Regions from separate parts of the Danio rerio genome. Here region 1 is linked to region 2. Evidence: chromatin contacts called from public Hi-C data. All regions are on one chromosome and are shown on one strand. The core of a region is the stretch at or near the end of the contact, and the rest is flanking DNA. Distances in the headings are between cores, read along the strand shown.

Evidence for each region. A called contact is a pair of places that touch in the nucleus more often than the background predicts.
Region 1: a contact with region 2 is called in a Hi-C map of an unstated tissue, with 7 times the contacts expected there. The contact joins two enhancer-like sites. A contact is called at or near these places in 3 of 18 Hi-C or Micro-C datasets (caudal fin, hematopoietic stem cells and an unstated tissue).

What each region holds. Positions count from the first base shown.
Region 1 is chr10:45,467,521-45,473,437 of GRCz12tu, forward strand. All of the region lies in intron 4 of gramd1ba (GRAM domain containing 1Ba), which reads left to right. Among named protein-coding and RNA genes, the nearest start is that of git2b, 39 kb to the right of the region's middle. Within about 2 kb of position 2,456, at least 9 of the 62 cell types and tissues checked have an H3K27ac peak or open chromatin away from gene starts, as enhancers often do.
Region 2 is chr10:45,397,694-45,404,048 of GRCz12tu, forward strand. It overlaps gramd1ba (GRAM domain containing 1Ba), which reads left to right. Exons shown (of 21, transcript XR_012386543.1): 2 at 2,448-2,525. Among named protein-coding and RNA genes, the nearest start is that of gramd1ba, 66 kb to the left of the region's middle. Within about 2 kb of position 4,913, at least 3 of the 62 cell types and tissues checked have an H3K27ac peak or open chromatin away from gene starts, as enhancers often do.

The DNA of each region.
Region 1 (5,917 bases), core at 1,206-3,705, 67 kb after region 2:
ATGGCAATGACCCAATGGTTAAACCCACTAGTTAAACCCAATGGTTTAAGAACGTGCTCAATAGCGCTCAATTGTTAGCGGGAAATGTAACCACTAGGGTTGGGCATCTAAGCTTTAATGCCGATCCGATACGCATCTCGATACAAAGAATACGATCCGATATATTAGCGATACATTTGTGACATATTGCGATGCAACACGATACGATTCACACCCATATCACGATACAATGCGATAATTCAGCACTAACTAATTAGATCAAGTTTATGAGATTATGTGAAAGAGGATGCTGTGCCATTGAATGAGTTTGATTATTTATAAACCAAGCAAAACCAAGACTTTTTTTTACAAACTGGCTCTTCTCTCAGAGCCAGAGTGTCAGTTTACAGTAGAGGGCCATTTTAGAACATATAGCACATATTATTTAAGTATTTTCAAGATAAACAGAATGTATAAGTGCAATATATATTAAAAAAATATGTATATATTTGCACTCTTTCAACATAAATAAATTTAGCATTGCACAACAAGAATTGTGATTTAACTTTTCAACTATGAAAACAAGTTTTACAAAGATATATTTTGCCACTGAATATTCCAAACTTAAGGTCGTGAACTAGCAGTGTTATGCTGCTTTGAAACATCACTGTCACTGTAAACAACAGGCTAATAAAAATATAACAAACCAGCAGTCTTCTTGCTGTGAGGTGGTCAAACTACCCACTGTGCCACCGTGACACCCAATTATTTTTATCATTATTATTATTAATATTATTATTATTATAATTAAATAAAAATTAACAGGAGGAGGTGTTTAAAACCTTCGTTCTCCGTGACACTAGGCTGAATATCTTTGCAGATGAACAATGCAATAGCATTCGTTATTGGCGTAGAGCGAGCAGAACTGTTGCGCATGGAAAAAAAAAACTTGCAATGCTTTTCTCACCACTTTTGGAGCTGGTTGAAGCAGTGCGAAAGCCGGGGATGCAGAAACACTGGAAGATGCTTTCACAACAACACCGTGGCGTCGCTTCAAGTGAGATTTCAGATTAGTCATACTGCCCGCGTATTTTACAGATGCGCGGCACATTTTGCAAATTGCATCTGTCCTGTCATGTCGTCCATCCTTAAATCCATAATGTTGCCATACTTTAGATTTAAAACTCAGTGAGGAATAAAATGTTTGTTTTGCTTCTCGCGCTTTCTGAGGGCGCTCCACTAGCTTCATCCGCACACCTGATACACTGAGTTGTAGTGTGAGTGTACACATCCGCAAATCCGTTGCTAAGGCTTACTTAATGTAGGTCGATTAAATTATGCGCCAAAAACAGGTTGACAACACTTGTTAATAAATAAAAAATACATTCTATATTAAAAATATAAGCTGTATCTCGGAAAAATCGATGCATCTCGCAAAAACCGATGCATCTCGATTTGCTTCCAAAATTTCATTCATCCTCTGCTGCTCAACCGATGCACTCGCATCGTGCACGCGCATGACTGCGTATCGATACATATCGGTTAATCTTCCCATCCCTAGTAACCACAGGTACAGGGGCACTGGAGCATTTTAAAGTCCCATCGATCAGCTGGTTTGTCTATAAGCTGACATATGAGGAATTAGCTGATTAATCACGGCTTTAAAACACACATGAGCCCAATGACAATGACCCAATGGTTAAACCCAATGGTTTAAGAGCGTGCTCATTGTTAGTAGAGGTTTTAAAAATTTCAGTATAGATTGGTACTGAATTTCAGTATAGTGCAACCATAGCCGGAAGTACTGCTAAAAGTGGCCCTTTTCCAGGATCAGCTTCTGGAGGACTTGATGAACGATATTACGCCATTTTTCAGCCTTCCTAAAGCACACAGTGCAGTTACTCTCTCATTAAAATCCATTTTAGCCATTTTGCAATGATACTAAAGTCAGCAGGCAGACAGACGCCCCTTCCATGGTGCTGATCCATTGTAAAGTAAGTTGCATACATATAGTGGATTTGATGCGCGAAAGAAGTAAGTACACTCAAAATGTTCAAGCATCCGACTACACATGAATATCGTAAACTAGTCGCGCATGCAATGTCTGGTGTGAAAGCCTCATCAATCACACTATCATCAAACTAGCTTTTAATTGTTGTGAATACACACCCTCTAGTGGCCAAGATGACATACTGTTTCTTTAAGAGAAGTATGAAGAACGGACCCCAGTTGTTGTATGATGAGAATGTCACAAACAAACATGTGGACATCATTACACACCCCGTCATGTGGATCTCGTGTTTTAGTTAAATCGTGCCTTCACAGAGAGTTCATGTTAGATATGGTTTCCTCCTTCTGTGTAAAGCTGTTTGACCTGACATTTCATTTCCAGCATTTGTTTTTCAGCCAGCTCAATGGTGTGTTTCATTATTTTACAAGTGCCTTTGTGATGTTGTGCTCGTGTCTCAGAGTCGGTCATAACCTCTGGATCACTCTAATGAAAGTGCACCGCAGAACAAAGACCACAGTGTTCTCTCTCTCTCTCTCTCTCTCTCTCTCTCTCTCTCTCTCTCTCTCTCTCTCTCTCTCTCTCTGTGTAAACTGTGTTTTTGTTTCAATCGTGGATCAGGCTGCTCTGCTTCTGCTGCTTGAACTGCATCTAAAATCACTATATAGCTCAGATAATTTAGTTTTTATTAAATTGTTTGAGAAAGCTTAAGTTCATATTAAAATATATTGGATTTCTGAAACTCTTAACTGAGAAGCAGGATGCTGACAGTATAAACAAAGATTCCACATTTTATTCACTGAAGAACAATTAAACGGTCTAATGTGTGGGCTTGTTCACCCTTGCATGTAAGCAGAGCTGTGTGGTTTTTTTTTTTTTTTTTTTGTAAGGGACAGTGTTTTACCTTCTTTCAGAGTATAAATTATGAAAGTTATTTGCAAATTCTGATAACTGTATGTCATTTTATGGGTGAGAGTGTATGATGTTGGTATGAGAGTGTATGATATTGAGAGCCCCGAATGATCCCAGGATACATCACTGATGATGTGTCCCAAATGCATCCATGAGATGTTTCTTGAATAATATCATATTGACCTTTAATTTAATTTAATATTATGTACACTTTAAAAATCTTTGAGTTATTTATTTGACCCAATGGCTGAGTTGAAAATATTTGGGGCTTTGTTGGATTATTTTTAACTTTTAATGGGTTATTTATTTAATAACTCAACCAGTTGTGTTAAATATTTGGTGCTTTGTTTGGGTTATTTTTAACCTCTATTGCAGGGGTGGCCAACCCTGTTCCTGGAGAGCCACCTTCCTGCAGATTTCAGTTGCTACCCATATCAAACACACCTGCCTGTAATTATCACGTGACGTTCAGGTCCTAATTATTGGTTCAGGTGTGTTTGATATGGGTAGCAACTGAAATCTGCAGAAAGGTGGCTCTCCAGGAACAGGGTCGGCCACCTCTGCTCTATTGAGTTAATTGATTAAAATCTCAACCAGTTGTGTTAAATATTTGGTGCTTTGTTGGGTTATTTTTAACCTTTATTGGGTTATTTAATTGATAACTCAACCATTTGTGTTAAATATTTGTTGCTTTATTGGGTTATTTTTAACCTTAATTGGGTTATTTAATTAATAACTCAACCAGTTGTGTTAAATATTTGGTGCTTTGTTGGGTTATTTTTAACCTTTATTGCAGGGGTCACCAATCTCGGTCCTGGAGGACCGGTGTCCCTGCAGGGTTTAGCTCCAAATTGCCTCAACACACCTGCCTGGGTGTTTAAAGTATACCTAGTAAGACCTTGATAAGCTTGTTCAGGTGTGTTTGATTAAGGTTGGAGCTAAAATCTGCAGGACACCGGCCCTTTAAGAACAAGTTTGGTTATCCCTGCTTACTGGGTTATTTAATTAATAACTCAACCAGTTGTGTTAAATATTTGGTGCTTTGTTTAGGTTAGTTTTAACCTTTATTGAGTTTTTTAATGAAAACTCAACCAGTTTTGGTAAGTATTTGGTGCTTTGTTAAGTTATTTTTACCCTTTATTGGGTTGTTTAATTAATAACTCAACCAGTTGTGTTAAATATTTGGTGCTTTGTTGGGTTATTTTTAACCTTTATTGGGTTATTTATTTAATAACTCAACCAGTTGGGTTAAAAAAGGTTGAATTTCAACATTTACCTGATTTAACTGACACAGAGCAGCTGTATTAATATGCGCACGTAATGTTGTTTTTACATTGTAATGTTTATTTAATCTGTAACACGATAATATTGTTATTTTTATGTACCTCTCTGTGTTTTTTATATCCGTTGTACCAACACTTTTAGTTATTGATAATACAAATGCGCTCTTTATATCCATCTATATTAAACGGAGTAAAGCTCTAAAGTGTCTGGAACTTAAAATGTAATGAAAATAAAGCATTTTTAATAGTTTTGAAAACTGCATACTATTTATTTACACAACCATAATATAAAATTAATAGTAGTACTAGTCGCAATAGTCATACCAGTGTGGAAAAAAATAACATTTAGTTAAAATAACCCAATGCTTTGGATTAAAATAACCCATAGTTGGGAATGTACTGTAATAACCTATAGTTGGGTTATATGTTATACCATATAGTATAACATAGTTGGGTTATATGTTGGGTTATATGTTATATAATATACCAATCCTCTTCATGGCTGTTTTAATAGTAACCAAATGACCGTTTGCCATAACAAACAAGCTATTCTGTACAGACGCCTTCCCACAAAACTGAATAGCTGTATAAAGGCTGATGATTGGTTATTTTCACCAGGAAGGCGGGGCTTGCATTTGCTGTAGTGGCCAAACAGAGCATTGCAATTTTCCCCATTCATAGTAATGCAAGGGAACAGTCTTTGTGTATCTGTAGACTTTGGCATGACGCTTCTCCGTGTCACCATAAACAGAGGAAAACAGGATGTTTGAAGTGAAAACCAGCATCTGTGTGCAGATAATGGCCCCTGTTTATAAGGATCAGCAGGAAACAATGATTCCGGGACACTTTCCAAGTGTGAGCTTATCAGAAAGCATCAGACTTTCTCAGTTTTGTTTTTCCTGGGTGGGCAGATGACTGCAGGCTCAAGTGCTCACATGTAAATATAGTCTCAAGCAGTGAAGGAGGAGGACTGTATATGCCACAAGACAAGACTGTAAATAATCACATCTCATGTGTGGTGGCAGAAAGAGCGTCGAGCATCTCCATCGACACCTTATTCAGTCCCTCCAGGATTTTGTGAGTCCAGTGGCTCTTGATATGTTGAAGTCAGAATTATTAGCCCCCCTCAATTATTTGCCACCCTGTTTTTTTTATCCCTAATTTCTGTTTAATGGAGAACAGATTTTTTCAACCCATTTCTAATCATAATAGTTTTAATAACTCATCTCTAATAGCTGGTTTATTTTATCTTTGCCATGATGACAGTAAATAATATTTGACTAGATATTTTTCGAGACACTTCTATACAGCTTAAAGTGACATTTAAAGGCTTAACTAGGTTAATTAGGTTAACTATATGATGGTTTGTTCTGTTGACAGTCGGAAAAAATATAGCTTAAAGGGGCTAATAATTTTTTTCCTTAAAATGGTGTTTGAAAAATTAAAAACTGCTTTCATTCTAGCCAGGGCCGGATTAACCAATGGGCATTATGGGCACAGGCCCAGGGGCCCGTGCGCACTAGGGGCCCCTGCGAGGGGAGAGAAAAAAAGGACAATTTCGGAGTGTCTTTTTTTGGCTAATTGCAAAAAGCGCATCTAGTTGGAATAAGCTTTTCAGGGTTTACGCCCCTCGATGCCTGATTGATAGAGACATGATGAGTGAAGAGCTATGAAATATTGTAGCCGCAGTGGCGCACTTGTAAGGCGCACAGTTTCGTCTTTTGGCGCGATAAAT
Region 2 (6,355 bases), core at 3,663-6,162:
GGAAAGGGAGAGTAAATTGTCATTTTAGGGTGAACTATTCCTTTAAGGCCAGAACTATTGGAAAATTGTGATAGATATTCAATAAAAGGTTAACTCTGGATTTAATCCACAGAAACTCTCTGCTGCCCTCTAGTGTGGAAGATTAAACAGATTTAGGAAGCATTGTTTAATTGAAAGAATAGATCACCCAAAAAAGAAAATGTTACAACAAATGAAAATATTTTGAAGAAAACTGGTAACCATTGACTTCCATAGTAAGGAAAACATGTACTATAGAAGTCAATGGCTACAGGTTTTCAGCTCTCTTCAAAGTTTCTTCATTTGAGTCGAACAGAAGAAAGAAACTTTGTAACAAAGAAACAGCTTTGTAACAAGTGAAATTTTGGGTAAACTATCTCTTTAAGATGTTTTGTAAATGTTTGTTGAAATCATCCGTAAACCTACAGTGAAATAAAACATTTAAATGTTAACACGTTGTATTTGTTTTATATGCAGTTGAAAGTAGAATTATTACCCTTCCTGTGTATTTAAAATATTTCCTCAGTGATTTTTAACAGAGCAAGAACTTTTTCATAGTATTTGCTATAATATTTTATCGTATGATTATTTTTTGCTGTATGTCAATACTGCCAGACTCTTTAGAAAGCAATAAAGCACTGTCTATTTCATTTATACTGTGTGTGTGTGTGTGTGTGTGTGTGTGTGTGTGTGTGTGTGTGTGTGTGTGTGTGTGTGTGTGTGTGTGTGTGTGTGTGTGTGTGTGTGTGTGTGTGTGTGTGTGTGTATATAAAATGTATGTATGTGTGTGTGTGTGTGTATATATATATATATATATATATATATATATATATATATATATATATATATATATATATATATATATACATACATATATATATATATATATATATATATATATATATATATATATATATATATATATATATATATATATATATATATATACATACATACATACATACATAGTTGAAGTCAGAATTATTAGCCCCCCTGTTTATTTTTTCCCCCAATTTCTGTTTAACCGAGAAACAACACATTTCAACACATTTGTAATCATAATAGTTTTAATAACTCATTTCTAATAACTGATTTGTTTTATATTTGCCATGATGACAGTAAATAATATGTTACTAGATAATATTCAAGACATTTCTATACAGCTTAAAGGGACATTTTAAGGTTTAACTAGGTTTATTAGGTTAACTAGGCAGGTTAGGGTAATTAGGTAAGTTATTGTACAATGATGGTTTGTTCTGTAGACTATTGAAAAACAAAATTTGCTTAAAGGGGCTAATAATATGGTCCTTAAAATGGTGTTTAAAAAATTAAAAACTGCTTTTATTCTAGCCAAAATAAAACAAATAAGTCTTTCTCCAAAAGCAAAAATATTATCAGACATACTGTGAAAATGTCCTTGCTCTGTTAAACATCATTTGGGAAATATTTAAAAAAGAAAAAAAAATCCAAGGGGGGCTAATAATTCTGACTTCAACTGTATAGTTTATACTTCAACTGTTTTTGCCAGTACCGTGCAGCCTTAGTCAATATTATTAAAGTTATTATTTGAATTAATTTATCGTTTACAGGAAGGCTAATAATTTAGATTTTAACAATATGCACTCAAGCAAAGGTGTTTGTTGTTTGCTCAAACTAGTATATTTAAAAATGAGCTGAATTAACACAATTCTTTAGTTTTTTGTCGATAATTTAATTGTTTATGTTCAATCTGCTCAAATTTGTAAACTTAAAAACTGAAAAGCTTACTTAATTCTTTCCCAACACAAATCGATTGTGTGGAAGCCAACTTTGTTTTTAGTTTACACGTGTACACTGTAAAAAATGCTAGGTTTCACACAATTCCATTCAATGCTGTCCCAACAAAAATTGATTGTTAGTTTTGTTTTTACAAATTGAAGAAGGCTGAACATTAAACAACTAAGTTGTCTAAAAAACTCAAGAATTGTGTTGATTCAGCTCATTTTAATATATTAGTTTAAAGAAGTAGCAAAAATATAAACTTAATTGTTTATGTTCAATCTACTCAAAATTGTACACTTAAATGCTAGTAAGTTGACTTAATTCCTTCATGTTGTGCCAACACAAATTGATTGTGTGGAAGCCAGCATTTATTTACTGTGTACATTATAAAAATGCTAGGTTTCACAAAATTTCTTCATGTTGTCCCAAAACAAATTGATTAAGTTAGCTTTGTTTTTACAAATTGAAGTAAAGCAATTTAAGTTTTCAAACAAAAAAAAAACTCAAGAATTGTACTGATTCGGTTTATTTTTAATATTTTATTTTAAAGACTTAGCAAAATATTGAGTGTACATGCATTTTTATGTGTACATTTATTTGATCATTATCAGTATAAGTGGACATCTGCGTGTGTGTGTGTTTCTTATGTTGGATTTGTGTGTTTCCAGCAGCCAGCAGAGCAGCCTGCAGAGCAGCCATGAGGAAGAGTCCACACGCTACCTGAGCCCCAACACACGTGAGGACAGGTATTACACAAACACACACACTCATTCACTTTGGCTGCTTTGGTGTTCAGTTCTGTATATAATAATGTTAAACACATAATGTGGATCTGTCATTCTGAATTTTTTGAGTATTTTTGAAATGTTCAAGGTATTATAATTCATGCTTTACCAATATTGATTTGTCAGAGATAAATTTAGATGATTTTTTAAACCTATTCACCTACACTTTTGTGCTTTTAAATTCTCATGATTTCATGGTCAAGGAATTTAATTTAATGCATTAAGAAGAAACTTTTATAGGAGTTGGGTTTCATGTTTTTAGACAAACCATTGATTAAAGAATAGAGTGAATTTATTTTGCAGTCCTGCCTTATGCATTATTCTCTTCTTACTGTAGTTGCCTGATATGACCAACAGGGGTCAGGGATTGCTCAGATCACACTCCTGTTACATGAATGAACACAATTCATATATGTATTTAATTGTTTTTGATGGAAATATTTATGTTGTTTGTTATGGAGTGTATCAGACCGACCTGTTTCCACCTCAGTAGAACATAAAACATGGAAATTTTGACCTTATTGTTGACACTTTTTTTCTCCTAAATTCAACCCTTTTTACAAATTTAATTACTTTATTTTTCATTATTTTACTCAATGACTATTGTGCATTTTGTTCTTATTTATTTATTTATTGCATTTATTTAGTTTCTTATTTTATTTTGTTTAACTTACTTTCATTTTCAATAGTCATTATTTTACTTAATAATTAGTTCCATTTAATTTCCCTATACTGTATTTGAAACTGTGCATCACAATGGGACTGGATTCTCACAGAAATGCGTCATATGACATCAGTACCAAACCTGGAAGTCTGATTTTTGACAAATAAATACTCACATAAAAAATCGCAAGATTTGCATAAATTGATTAAACATTTTTTTTAATATACAGCTGGAATACTTGATTCTGATTGGTCAGTCATAACATTCCAAGGTATGTTATCTCAAGATAACAACTGCTAAATAACACAGCATCATTCGGGAAGTTTTGTTTCTGTCAATTTTGCGTTTTTGACTGTTTGCCGCCATCTTGTGACTAAACAATACATGGGTTAGTATATGCTCCATTCAGTTGATTAACTTTCAGTTTTTGACTGTTTTCCGCTGTCTTGTGATTGAATAATATGGAGGTTAACATGCCATCTTGTGACTAAATAATAAGTAGGTTAGAATATGCTCCATTTAGTAGGTTTCTTTTCTGTCTGCTTTGTTTTTGACTGTTTGGTGCCATCTTTGTGACTGAATAATACATAGGTGTGACTGAATAGCAGGCGATTTAGTATATACTCCATTTAGTTGGTTTCGTTTCTGGCAGCTTTGCATTTTTTACTTTTTGGCGCCATCTTTGTTACTGAATAATACAAAGGTTAGTAAATGCTCCATTCAGTTGATTTAGTTTTTGTCAGCTTTGCATCTTTGACTGTTTGATGCCATCTTGTGACTGAATAATACGCAGGTTAGTATATGCTCCATTCAGTTGTTTTCGTTCCTGTCAGCTTTGTGTTTTTGACTATTTGCTGCCATCTTGTGACTAAATTAAACGTAGTTTAGTAAATGCTTAATTCAGTTGGTTTCATTTCTGTCAGCTTTGTGTTTTTGACTATTTGCCGCCATAATGTGACTGAATAATATGTATGTTAGTATATGCTCAATTCAGTTGGTTACCGTTCCTCTCAGCTTTGTGTTTTTGACTATTTGCCGCCATTTTGTGACTAAATAATATGCAGGTTAGTATATGCTCCATTCAGTTGGTTTTGTTCCTGTCAGTTTTGTGTTTTTGACTATTTGCCGCCATTTTGTGACTAAATAATATGCGGGTTAGTATATGCTCCATTCAGTTGGTTACCAGTCCTGTCAGTTTTGTGTTTTTGACTATTTGCCCTCATCTTATGACTAAATAACACAAAGGTTAGTATATGCTTCAAGTTGGTTTAATTTCTTTCAGCTTTGCGTTTTTGACTGGTACCTTCTTGTGATTGAATAATGTGAAGGTTAGTATATGCTCCGTTCAGTTGGTTTTTATTCTGCCTGCTTTGCATTTTTTGACAGTTTGGTGCCATCTTGTAACTGAAAAATACGTAAGTTAGTATATGCTCCATTCAGTAGATTTCGTATCTTTCAGCTTTGCGTTTTTGATAGTTTGCTGCCATCTTGTAACTGAATAATTTGTAGGTTAGTATATGCTCTATTCAGCAGGTTTTGTTTATGTCAGCTTTGTGTTTTTGACTGTTTGGTGCCATTGTGTGGCTGAATAATCTGTAGGTTAGTATATGCTCTATTCAGTTGGTTTAGTTTCTGTCTGCTTTTGTGTTTAATTAAAGAATTAATGAACTATTACTGCTCAGAACAATATTTTGTATCTAATGTTTATGTTTTGTGGCAAGTAGCCATGCAATAAGCAAGATAAAGCACATCCAGGAGGGTTGTTTTTATAAAATAAAGCCCTTCAGTCTTATCCAGCGACAGTCACAGTATGTGGTAAATGTTTTTGCTTTATATTCTGTGAACATCCTGCAAGCAGCTGCTTTCGAGAGTCGGTTCTCAAGTGTGGTTTTGAACTTTGTTTTTTTCAGTAGTTCGTGTTTTGCTTTTGAACTTGTTCTTCTTTCGGAGTGCTTGGAGTTCTGCATTTGTAGTCTAGTTTTGAGTCCGACCACAGATCTGTGTCACCTCAAAAACAGCTCTTGTGTGTTTCAATCCCAATCGCAGAGCTGCACATAATTTGCATATTTTTGGATACTTTTTTTTATTCATCATCCCAGAAATATCACATTTCAGACAAACTACAGCAGGTGCTTTGCGGGTCGAATAAGGTAAGCAAGTTTTCGTAGTGAATGCTCAGATTTTTAGCTGTGCTCAAATGTTCTTCCGGTGGCCAGCTGGACAGAGAACAGACCGATCCTCAGCTGGAGAACACACGAGCGGGTTTCATCTTCAGGCGTTTCTTTATTAGCGGCCTGTTAAAATATGCTGTTCTTTCTTTTGGAAACATGTGAACATCACTCTGTGTAGACTAAAAGTGCATAAATAGATAAAAAAGCATGCATGTTTTAGTTTGTGCTTGATAATGGTGATGTATTATACATGCATGAGGCGTCTTCTATTCTAACAAGACTTGATTCTGTATTCACCTTATTCTCAGCAGACGAGCGGGCGCTGCCATTTGAATCTTTTTGTCTCGCGACTTCCGGTCACATTCACTTCCATTCATTTTTTGACGTTAACAACTGCTCGTTACGCTGCTTGATGTTGCAATTTAATATTTTCTTATTATAATATGCTACTTGGTCTGTGTAGTCATGCAAACATTTGTTTGTTGAGCAAGTAGTTTGGCCATTTTCTGCCGTTTATTATTCCTAGTCAGTTCTCCCATAGGCGACTGAATCGGAAGTTCTAAGACAATCGCGAAAACAGGCGCACTTCCGCATTTTAGAATAAGGTCAATATCAGGCATGACCAACCCTGTTCCTGGAGATCGACCTTCCTGCAGATTTCAGGTGCAAGCCATATCAAACACACCTGCCTGTATTTATCAAGTGCTGTTCAGGTCCTAATTAATTGGTTCAGGTGTGTTTGATCAGGGTTGGAGCTGAACTTTGCAGTAAGGTCGATCTCCAGGAACAGGGTTGAGCACTACTGCTGTATATCATACTTCACTACATTTTATTTCAACTGCAACATCTCATACTCATCATTGCATTTTATCTGAGATGGTGGGCTGGACATTACATAGCTGTATGCAGAAAACAACACTGGCGCACTTTTATCTATAAAGCTATGTTAGGTAAAC